Regions from separate parts of the Arabidopsis thaliana genome. Here region 2 is linked to region 1. The links are chromatin contacts, called in public targeted proximity ligation maps. All regions are on one chromosome and are shown on one strand. The core of a region is the stretch at or near the end of the contact, and the rest is flanking DNA. Distances in the headings are between cores, read along the strand shown. Region 1 holds the start of ANNAT1 (annexin 1). Region 2 holds the start of AT1G35780 (N-lysine methyltransferase).

Region 1 (5,444 bases), core at 1,143-3,642:
TCTTCTGCAAGATCCTTATGCGAACTATGTGATCCAAACTGCTCTCTCTGTAACCAAAGTAAGTCCAAATCAATACATATGTTATAAGCTTTTAGAAACAGAACTTGACATGGCTTTTGGGGTTGATGCAGGGACCTGTTCGTGCTAAATTGGTGGCGAAGGTTTACAGGTACGGGAAACTACACTCGAGCCCTTACTGCAAGAAGATTTTCTCCAAGACCATCTTGAAGAAGTGACTTTGATTAGTAACTAAAAAATGTTGTTGTTGTTATTTTGTGTTTCAAGATCGGATAGGGCTTTAGAGAAAACAATGCCCTTAACTTTTTTGTTGTTGGTCTCCCTTTTTGTAGTGACAACAACTTTTGTCAAAACCAGAACTACTTGTTAGTCTGTGTTTTAGGCCAATGCTCTTCATATATATATAACTTAAGAGACCACACTGGTTCTCTCTGTCTCTCTCTTTTGCATTATTTAGGAACTCAAAACACACAACAGAAACAAACAAGGTTTTTGTAGAAACAAAATCAAACGATTTGAAACTCATCAAAGAGAGAGAGAGGGAGATAAGAGATAACAGAAGCTGTAGAGCAGCTTATGTTTCTCTGTGGAGGATTGATTGATTAAGCATCATCTTCACCGAGAAGTGCGACGAGCATCTTCTCGTAATCTCCACGAGTGTCTTTGGTAATAGCTTTCTCCAAAGGAATGCTGTTCCTGCGCTGGTACTCCTCTCCAATGACCTTCAAGTCAATCTCAGCTCTTGTGGTCACAATTCTAGTGAGTGCTCCTTCATCAGTTCCAGTTTTGTTGATTGCTGAACGAAGAACATCGACAAAGTAAAGCTCTGGTCTTGTCAAGCACTGAATGGTTGACCTCAAAAGTGCAAGGAACTTGTCATCATCATCTCCTTCCTCAAGACTCTTGAGAATTTCCTCGCCATGATCATCTTGGTAACGGTTAAAAGTAGCATTGATCTGAGCTTTGCTTCTTGTGGACAAGATTCTAATAACATCCTCATCATTGTAGTGCTTGTCCTTGATTTTCTCATGGACCAGCTTAGCTTCTTGCTTAGCCAATGTCATGTTCACTTCATCTCCTTCGTACCTGTATGAGGTAACAAGAGAAACCAAAAGCTTTCTGAAGTCACCGGTAGTGTGGTGAGCAACGTCCTCTTCAAGAGACTTCTTGTAGCGAGCATGGTAAGCTTGCCTAGCGTGAAGCAGCTGCGTTGATGTCCTTGTGCAAGCAACTTCCATAAGAACTTGGTTGCTTGAAGTCCATCTTTTTGTAGCTTCATTAGCCAATAAAGCATCACGCTCACCGGGTTCAAGAGTCCACAACAAGATAGCTCTCTGTCCATGACCAAAAAACCAATTAGAATACAATGACTTCACACAAGATGTTTAAAAGTCGATACTTAAAAGTCCGAAAACCGAACCTCGAAATCGTTAGAGAGCTCCTTGTCAAGAGTCTTGAGAAGGTCTTCGCCGTAGGTTTCGTGGTATGCTTGCCTGATGACTTTCCTCTGTTCAGCACTTCTGTGAGCCAAGATTGATATGATCAAGTCCTCGTTCGTACCCCATCCTGCGAAAAACACGAATCAGATTCACTTTACATAACCATCAAAGTCACATACTTCAGATCCAAGTCACACACACTTCAGATCCATAATAACAGAACCGGTCAAACAGATTCACAAAATATAAATCTTAAGATCTTAGTGTTGTATTACACGTAACTACATTATAGATCTAGACTAAGAAGACAGATCTGTGACAGTGAGAATCAAAACACAACTCAATCAAGATCTCGTGTGAATGTAATCATTGTCATTATCAACATGATCAGACAATCAAAACTTCATCACTAACACAAAAGATTGTTATAGATCACACAAAGAAAGGAGATCATTGTCACTGATCCGATCCATGAAGGAACAATCTCGATCTACATCATCGTACAAATGATCATAAAACGCTACCGACACAACATTCATATCATCGGACCAAAACAAAGATCGATCCACATGAAAAACAATCAAAACAAATGATCATACAATAACCCACCAAACGAAAACCAACAGATTCACATCACTTTTACAAAAAGTGGATACTGATCATGTAAACAAGAAGGTAACAAAAACAGAGAACGTAACAAGAAGAATCATGAAACTATTATACCTTCAAAAGCGGTTCTCAATTGCTCAGCATCATCAGAAGGAGCAGGAACAGAATCAGAAACCTTAAGAGTCGCCATTTTTCTTCTACTTTTAGTGTTTTGTGTATGTTGGGAGTCGAAGCCGACACAAGATTGACTTATAAAGGGAAAGGCTAAGAGGTTTAGGACACGACGTGGCCTGTCCGTATATACCAAAAATATCCCAAACGAATTATTAATTCTTCTGCCACGTGTTTCTTACACTTTATGAATTATTTAGCATTTGCTTAACTTTATGCACAAATCATGATTTCATAAAAAACTATCGTAATCTCGCATTAACGGTTTCATTGGTTGTCACAAAATCATCCGCAAGATTATAAGTGTTTAGATTTCGTTATTATAATCCATTTTGTATTATTTTAACACGTTACAGAGTACAAGAGTGTAAGATTTTTTTATTATCACTTGCAAACGTGATGTCCATTAGAACTCATTATACAAAAAAAAACTTATTTCTTTCTTTACAAATCTCCTACTATGCATTTTTTTTTTTAATCTCCTACTATGCATAAGAAATCTCTTACTAATTCTGGCGATATACAGATAGACAGTATCCAAAACTTTATTTGAATGTTCATATGTGAGGAGTAACACAATGACCATTATCTAAAAATGCTTTTAACAGTTTTTTTTTTTTTTTTTTTTTTTTCATTTTTTTAACTTCATAGATTTCCATTAACCAAACACATTACAAGACCAAAAGGCCTAACATGGCACGCAAGCCGCAAAGATAAAAACAAACAAGGCCCAAAGACCAACAAGGGCGCAGCCCAATACATACAAAAGCTGAAGCAGGCCGAGAAGCCCAAACAACAACAACAAAAGCTGAAACGAGAGTCGACACCCCTTCCTGCAAACACAAGCAAGAACAGAGAACAAAAGCCAACAGAGATTACTGTTGCTGTATAGATAAACACAATGATAACATAGAAATTGATGGAGAAGTTCAGTTTCTAAGAAAATGTAGTGGAGATTGACAACATCGTTGGCCGAGATTCTGGATTTGCTTGTAAACACAATAAAGCCATTTCCACCATCTTCAAGAGCTTCTCTCTATTTTGTCCCCGTGGTTCTAATACACGTTCATCGGAAATGCTTCTTAGCGACAGAGCTTCTCCTGGAGACGAAGACAAACTCGATACCAAATCTCCCGGATGTTTCCCAATTATCAATTCGAGTATCAAAACCCCGAAGCTATACACATCGCATTTCTCCGTCACCTTCATCGTGTAAGCAAACTCTGTTGCGAAAAATCAAGTTCAATTTCGAATTTAGTGATTTAAATTTCATAAGCTCAAAATCAGATTTAGGGATTTAGATTTACCTGGTGCAACGTAGCCGTAGGTTCCAGCAACGGCGGACCAGTTTGATGAATCCGTCTTTAGAAGTTTTGCTGTACCAAAATCGGAGATCTTAGCTGTGTAATCGTTATCGAGAAGGATGTTTCCGCTGCTAATATCACGGTGAACGATCGGTGTTATTCGGTCATGGTGCATATACGATAAAGCGTGAGCCACACCTTTCACGACGTTGATCCTTTTGGTCCAAGTGAGTCGCTTAGCTTCTTCGTCGTTGGCTAAGAGTTTGTTTAAACTTCCTTTTTCCATGTACTCGTAGATCAGAAATGTGTGGCGGCGGTGGGAGCAGAAGCCGAAGAGCTTCACAACGTTGCGGTGACGGATCTCTGTTAATGCTTTTACCTCGTTTAGGAACTCTTGCTTCACAACTGGCTTTGATATCTCTTCGTCTATTGTGTCATGTAGTCGTTTAACGGCTATGATTGTATCTTGGAGGTTTGCTCTGTAGACTTTGCTGTATCCTCCGGTTCCGATGAGGTGTGTTGGATCGAATTCGTTTGTTGATTCGATGATATCTTGGTATTTGAATTTGCCATCAACGCTGAATATGGACATATTCTCTCCTGTTTCAGGATCTGTGTTTCTTCCATTTTGTAGTTTTCGTTTCCGAATGCAGTAGGTGAATGTGTTTGCACATATAGAGAGAATGACGAGTACTCCTAGGATTGGCACTAATATCCACACAACAAGGTTGCCATTTTTCTTCGGTTTCTTCAACTCACGGCATGGTTTCAATCTTTGTTTAGGAATATTACTGCATAAGCCTATGTTTTCCTCCAATGCATCTGCTGTTGCTTTTCGAAACGTTGGAGTATCTGGAAGCGGACCTTCGAGTTTATTGTTTGATATATCGACGTTCGTCAGCGCTATCATGCCCTCGAAAGTTGTTGGAATGAGACCTGAGAGATTGTTGTGTGAGAGGTCGAGCTTGTCGAGGCTTTGCAGGGAGCTTAGTTGTGATGGGATTTCTCCGTCGAGCTGGTTGTGGCTGAGATCAAGTTGCGTTAACTGAGTCAGCTTTGATAGTCGGGGAATGCTTCCGTCGAATTTGTTTCTGCTCAGGTTCATGTCATGAAGCTTTAAAAAGGAGTCAAAGGTTTGTGGGATCTCTGAGCTGAAATTGTTTGAGGATAAGTCAAGAGACTCAAGATTGGTTAAGAAACTTAAACCTGCAGGAACTCTTCCAGATAACTGATTCCCATTAAGTCGTAGCCTCGACAAATTCGTGAGATTTCCAATTGCTTCTGGAAGTTCACCAAAGAGGTTGTTGGTAGATAGATCCAGCTCAACTAGTTGTGTCATGTTCCAAATCTCTGTTGGGATAGCACCCGTGATGTTGTTGTTTGACATGATCAAGGCACCTAGCTTTGGACTCTTCTCCCAGTTGCTAGAAATCTCACCGTGGAATTTGTTGTGGCTGAAATCAATGAAGTTAAGGTCTGGGTAAATCCCAAAAGCTTCAAAAATATCGCCAGTGAATTTGTTTCCTAGAAATCTTGCTCTGATCAGGCTCTTGCAATCTCTCAAGCTTTTCGGGATAGGACCTTCGAGGTGATTGTAATCCAATGAGATATTTTGAAGCTTCCTACCTTTGCAAACAGTTTCAGGAAAGAAACCAGTGAAGTTGTTGGTGTCAAGTATCAAGGTAGTTAGATGTGAAGAGTTTGCTACTCCTGGCGGGATCGCACCAGAGAGGTGGTTAACACGAAGGTACAAACTTTCCAGCTTGGTAAAGTTACCAAAGGAATCAGGAACAGAACCTGTAAGTTTGTTCTGACTTAAATCTAAATTGATCATGGATTCCATGTTGCCTAGCTCCTGGGGAATGACACCAGTTAAATAATTCAGGTAAAGATAAAGATACGT
Region 2 (5,444 bases), core at 1,849-4,348, 55 kb before region 1:
AAATTGAAAAGTCAAAGTTTTTCCAATATGTGAACAATTAGATATTCTTTTTTTTTATGGACATGGATTTTAGATATTCTTATTATTTAAGACATTCATAGTAAACCATGATTCAAATGACTATGGAATAACTTGAACTCAATAAAAAAACATAATAGTAAGATAAAAAAAGGTCATTGTTCTTTTTTTTTTTTGATTTTTTTCTCTTTCTTAATAATTCTCTTTTCCTTCTTTCTTCAACTTGCCGCAGGTTTTGTGCCTCGTCTCCGACCGACGCGTGTGGGCCACCATGGGCACGGCGTTGGTCGGTTTTTTCAGATATTGTTTAGTTATCTAGTTTGGTTTTCTTGTGTGGAGAGATCTGTGGATTGGTTTCATTTTTTTATTCTTTATCTGTCTTTTTTCTTTTTAGATCTAGGATTTGGTTGATTAGTTTTTGTTGCAGGTTCTTGTTTCTTCTTCGCCTGAGTCCTCCATGGCCTTTACCGCGATGGCTCTAAGCCACTCATTATTGGTGTAGTGATGATTCAGTTTGGGCGACCTAAATTATAGGTTTCCTCACACAGGTTCAACAAACGGATCTAGGGCGAGATCCGCCTAGATTTGGGTCCTTTTACCATTTCACGTCCATTAGTTGATTTTTCCGGTCCGACGATTCCGACGGTCTTTACAAGTTTTTTCCAAGATTCCACTGTCCCGTCATCCAAGGTATCCCAAGTTTTTTCTTCTGAGTACTCTTAATTATCAAGTTAGGCTTGTAGATTGGAACTTTTATGGTTTGGTTGTCAGCTCCTTCGAAGACTTCCAGCTTGTTTTGCGATCTCGGTTGGCTCGGGTAGTAAGAAATTTGGTTCTCTGCCTCAAATCCTTTCAATCAAGTTTAGATCGTTTTAGTTTTATGTCTTTTGCTTATCTCCCTATGTTGAGATTTAGTTTCTGGGGATTAGAATCCCGCCAACTTAGTTTTTGGGGGTTAAATTTTCGCTGGCATTTATATTCCATCATGTTTTCCTCATCCCTGTTGAAAGGTGACACTAGAAGCTCGATGTGGAAACCAATGAGTTTTCCTCATAGCTAAAAGTGTCACAATTGCGGACCGATCGCAATTTTATGTTGCACAAATTTAATTTTTTGGCTAGAGTATGTGTTTGAAATTGATAAATACAATACATTATTGTAATGATTTTATGTAGATTGATTGCCCTTATTTCCTATTTGTAAGTGCAAATACATTGTTGTAATGATTTTCGCAATTTTATGTAGCACAAATTTAATTTTTTGGCTAGAGTATGTGTTTGAAATTGATAAATGCAATACGTTGTTGTAATGATTTTCTGTAGATTGATTGCCCTCGTTTCCTATTTGTAATAACATGTTATTGTTAATATATGAATCATTTTGACGGAAAAAGGGTTGTAATATTTGAAAACACAACGTAAGCTAAAACATTATGCAACAAAAAACAGAATTGACTTCTCTCTCTAAAAAAAATCCTCTTCCTTCTCTCTTGAAAACAAAAGCACCGCTTCAATTCCACGTTGTGAGCCATGACGGTCATGACGTCGGTTTGGCTTTTTGGTTTATGTTTAGTTATGTCTCTTTAAGTTGTGGTTAAGGAGATTTCTGGGTTGATTTCGATTTCGTTTCCTCCTCGATTTCTCTTGTTAGATCTATAGTTTCGACTGGTGATTTTGCAATATGGCGTGGTTTTCTTCTCTGACTAAATACTCCTTGGCCTAATCACGATCGCTCTATGCCATTCACTGTCGGTGTTGTGGTGATTCGGGTTGGGTGACCTAATTTGGGGTTTCCTCACACAACTTCAACAATACGGATCTAGGGCGAGATCCGCCCAGTTTTTTTTTTTTTTTTTGCCGGTTCAAGTCGCATAGTCGATATCTCCGGCCACAGCGTTCTCGACGGTTTCTAAATGTTTAGCTGAGTTTCCACCATCTGCCATCCAAAGTATCCCAAGGTTTTTCTTCTGAAGACTTTTAATTACCAAGTGAGGCAAGAGGATCAAATTTTCTTAAAGTGGGTTTCTCAATCTTCGACGAAATCTCTGACGCCTGTTAATTTTACGATCTTGGTTTATTTGGTTAAAGAGAGAACTATGTTTATGTGTAAAATCATCACTCATGTTTTATTTTCTCTTTTTCCGTCGTTTCCCCATGTAGGGGCTTAGTGTTTGGGGGTTTCATTCCTCGCCAGCTTGTGTTCCGGAAGATTATATCTTGCCGGCTTTGTCGTCCCGTAATTCACTCGGACTTATGTATCTGATCATGGTTTGTGATAATAATAAAACTAGCTTTGTGAAGAAAAAGAAAAGCCAAAACATTATGTTGCTAAGTTAGTCAAAGCTACTCATAAACCCACCTGTCTAGCTAAACATCACAAACTAAAATGAAAAGAATTTAAATAAATTAAAAAAAGTACATAACTTAAGCAATCTTTTACTTCCAAACAAGGCATGCCAATCATTATCTGCGTTAAATATCTAGTATGCTGCCTATTCTTAACATATTTATCATGCAAAGTTATATTATTGAGCGAAATATGCGTTTTTGTTGTACTCAATAATAAATATAATTTACATTTATATATCTATTCCCATTAATAACATCTTATCATATACTACAAGATGATTTATCTATAACGAACTTTCGAGAAAAGAAAAAAACGTAATATTTTAAATTTTGCGCTAAAAATTAAATTTTAAAAACATTTTTTAATTTTCATCTAAAAAGTTCCTATGAACATTACAAGATAATTTACACATAACAAGCCCCACAAAATTGAAACTATAATTATCTACATTTTTAGAAATTCTTTACGCGTAGTATTGAGGTTTGTTACACAATCCAAGTAATTAATAAAAGAAACAAAAAACGTCAACGTATCTTTATCTTTAAGGGTAATTTGTTAAAGAATATCCCATGTGTACAAAACAACCAAATATTTCAAAATTTAACTAAAACCGGCTACAGTAAGTAATCCTCCAACTAAAACCGCCACCTGTCCAATCTAATCACATGCCAATAGAATAATATAAAGTATTCTAATTTTCAAAAAGTATCCAATAAGATCAAAGGCGGTACTTGATTCAAATATTCCACCAGTAAGAATACAGAGAGACAGAGCTATAATCCTCTGTGTCACAGTCTATTATAATAATATAATATACACACAGAGAGAATAAAAAAACCAGTATTTGAAATAGAAGAAGAGTAGCTACCACTCCACTCTTTTCGTCTCTCTCTCTTTTTCTCTCTATATACGTCGCCATTGTTGTTGCATTCGAAGCTTTTATAGAAGAAGTAATCTCTCTTTTTCTCTATTTCTCTGTATTACTTTCTCTTTTTTTTTTCGTGATGGAGAAAAACACACCGGTGAGGAAACCACACATGTCGACGGCGGATCTACTCACTTGGCCGGAGAATCAACCGTTTGAGTCTCCCGCCGCCGTATCTTCTCGCTCCGCCGCCAGATCGCACCAGGTAACTTACTAATTCCGTTAATTTCGCGATCTACGAATTCGAATTTAGGGAAACAATCTCAGCCGTTGGATAAAATGTTTATACCAACTTTGTTTTTTGTAAATTTGAAATTTAGGGGAAACAATCTGAGCCGTCAGATTGATTTCTTTAAACTAATTACTACTAGTTTCACTCAATTTGTTAATTTCGCGATCTACGAATTTGAAGGGAAACAATCTTAGCCGTCAGATAAAATATTTAAACTAATTTTTTTGTGTAATTTTATAATTTGATTCGTTGTGATTATTAATTTTTTGTAAATTTGGAATTTAGGGGAAACAATCTGAGCCGTCAGATTGATTTCTTTAAACTAATTTCACTCAATTTGTTAATTGCGAGAATTGATTCGTTTCTGATTTAAATTTGGGGGAAACAATCTCAGCCGTCGGATGGAATAAGCAAAGTCGTATTTGGAGGACAAGTTACAGATGAAGAAGTTGAGAGCTTGAACAAGAGGTGAGTGATAGAGATCTCACGATTTTTTTTTTGTATTCGAAATTTAGAAAATAGTAGTATTAATCAGGAAGAAAACAAAACGGTACGATAATTTAATAAATGCGAAACAACAGTAAGTACGAAGAATCTGTCAATTTGTTAACAGATGATGATGATCCTGTCGTTATTTGGACTGACCCTATAGAATGTTTTTTTTTTAGGTAGGAAAGTGTTTGATTGCCATAATTAGTGTCCTTAATTATGAAGCATTTTTGGTATATCTTCAATTTAATTTCCGTTTTTGATCTTCTTTGTATCGTTCACGCTTCTCTAATTTTGTTTTTTTTTCCTCCTAATTTATTCTTTTTTTGGTAACCAATGATCCGGTCTAATTCTGATTCAAAAACCCAAAATTTTAGTATTTTTACCATTTTTAATAATTGTTGCTTGATTGGTTAGGAAAGTTATATAAATATTTTGGAACCATGGGTTAAGTTTTAACCGCAGTTAGTGCTTTCGTTAGTAAAGTTAACAGACGTTAACTTGAATGTATGATTTTACCAATTTTCTTAAAACGAAGGTTTTAAAAAACACCAAAATTAAATGAGGTATTTTAGTTACAAATTTAATATTACGCTTATTAAACGGCCAAAAATAAATTAGATGGCGGTTTTTTCCCCAATTTTTTGTTGTTAGTGTTTTTGGCAATGAATTTGATCGTAGGAAGCCTTGGTTAATTGATTCAATCTCCAATAAATCTTTGGTTATTTCTGGTTTAGATTGGTTATTGTACTTGGTTTAATATGGGTGTATTTAAGCTCATCTTTGTACACATGTTACATTCAATGAAAACGTTACTATGACATGTTATAGATAGATTCATTGTTAATTTTTTTGGTTGAGTACACAATTTGTAGGAAGCCTTGTTCAAATTACAAGATGAAAGAGATCACAGGGAGTGGAATATTCTCTGTGTATGAAGAAAATGATGATTCTGAGTTAGCAAGTGCTAATTCCGCCACAAACGGCAAATCAAGAACTTTCCAGGTTTGTGTCTGTCTCTTTCTTGAGAGAATTGGATACATTTTGTAGTTTGTTTTGATCACTTTTATGTGTTTGGATTGTTTCAGCAACCACCAGCAGCAATTATGAGTCACATTTCATTTGGAGAAGAAGAGATTGTTACACCGAAAAAGCCAGCGACGGTGCCAGAAGTTGCAAAGCAACGTGAGCTTAGTGGTACATTGGAGTATCAATCTGATGCTAAGCTTAACAAGCAATTCTCAGATGCGAAGTGTAAGGAACTAAGTGGTCATAACATCTTTGCTCCACCACCTGAGATCAAACTTCGTCCTACTGTTCGTGCTTTGGCTTATAAAGACAACTTCGACTTGGGAGAATCCGATACCAAACCCGTAAAAACGCCTCTCTAAACTTCTACTTACTCATATTAGTATGTCTCAGTCACACCAA

What was found.
Region 2: a contact with region 1 is called in a targeted proximity ligation map of seedling, with 2.8 times the contacts expected there. A contact is called at or near these places in 5 of 26 Hi-C or Micro-C datasets (leaf, root, seedling and 1 more) and 1 of 2 datasets of targeted methods (seedling).

What each region holds. Positions count from the first base shown.
Region 1 is chr1:13,222,116-13,227,559 of TAIR10.1, reverse strand. ANNAT1 (annexin 1) reads right to left here and starts at 2,392. Exons shown (of 3, transcript NM_103274.4): 1 at 2,181-2,392; 2 at 1,439-1,584; 3 at 321-1,352. The coding sequence starts at 2,256. The coding sequence ends at 621. AT1G35710 (kinase family with leucine-rich repeat domain-containing protein) reads right to left here. Exons shown (of 2, transcript NM_103273.2): 1 at 3,545-5,444; 2 at 2,879-3,460. The coding sequence ends at 3,174. It overlaps PUM9 (pumilio 9), which reads left to right. Exons shown (of 5, transcript NM_001333166.1): 4 at 1-58; 5 at 132-423. The coding sequence ends at 236.
Region 2 is chr1:13,278,041-13,283,484 of TAIR10.1, reverse strand. It overlaps AT1G35780 (N-lysine methyltransferase), which reads left to right and starts at 3,098. Exons shown (of 5, transcript NM_103280.5): 1 at 3,098-3,497; 2 at 3,919-3,992; 3 at 4,889-5,018; 4 at 5,102-5,386. The coding sequence starts at 3,372. It also overlaps AT1G09235.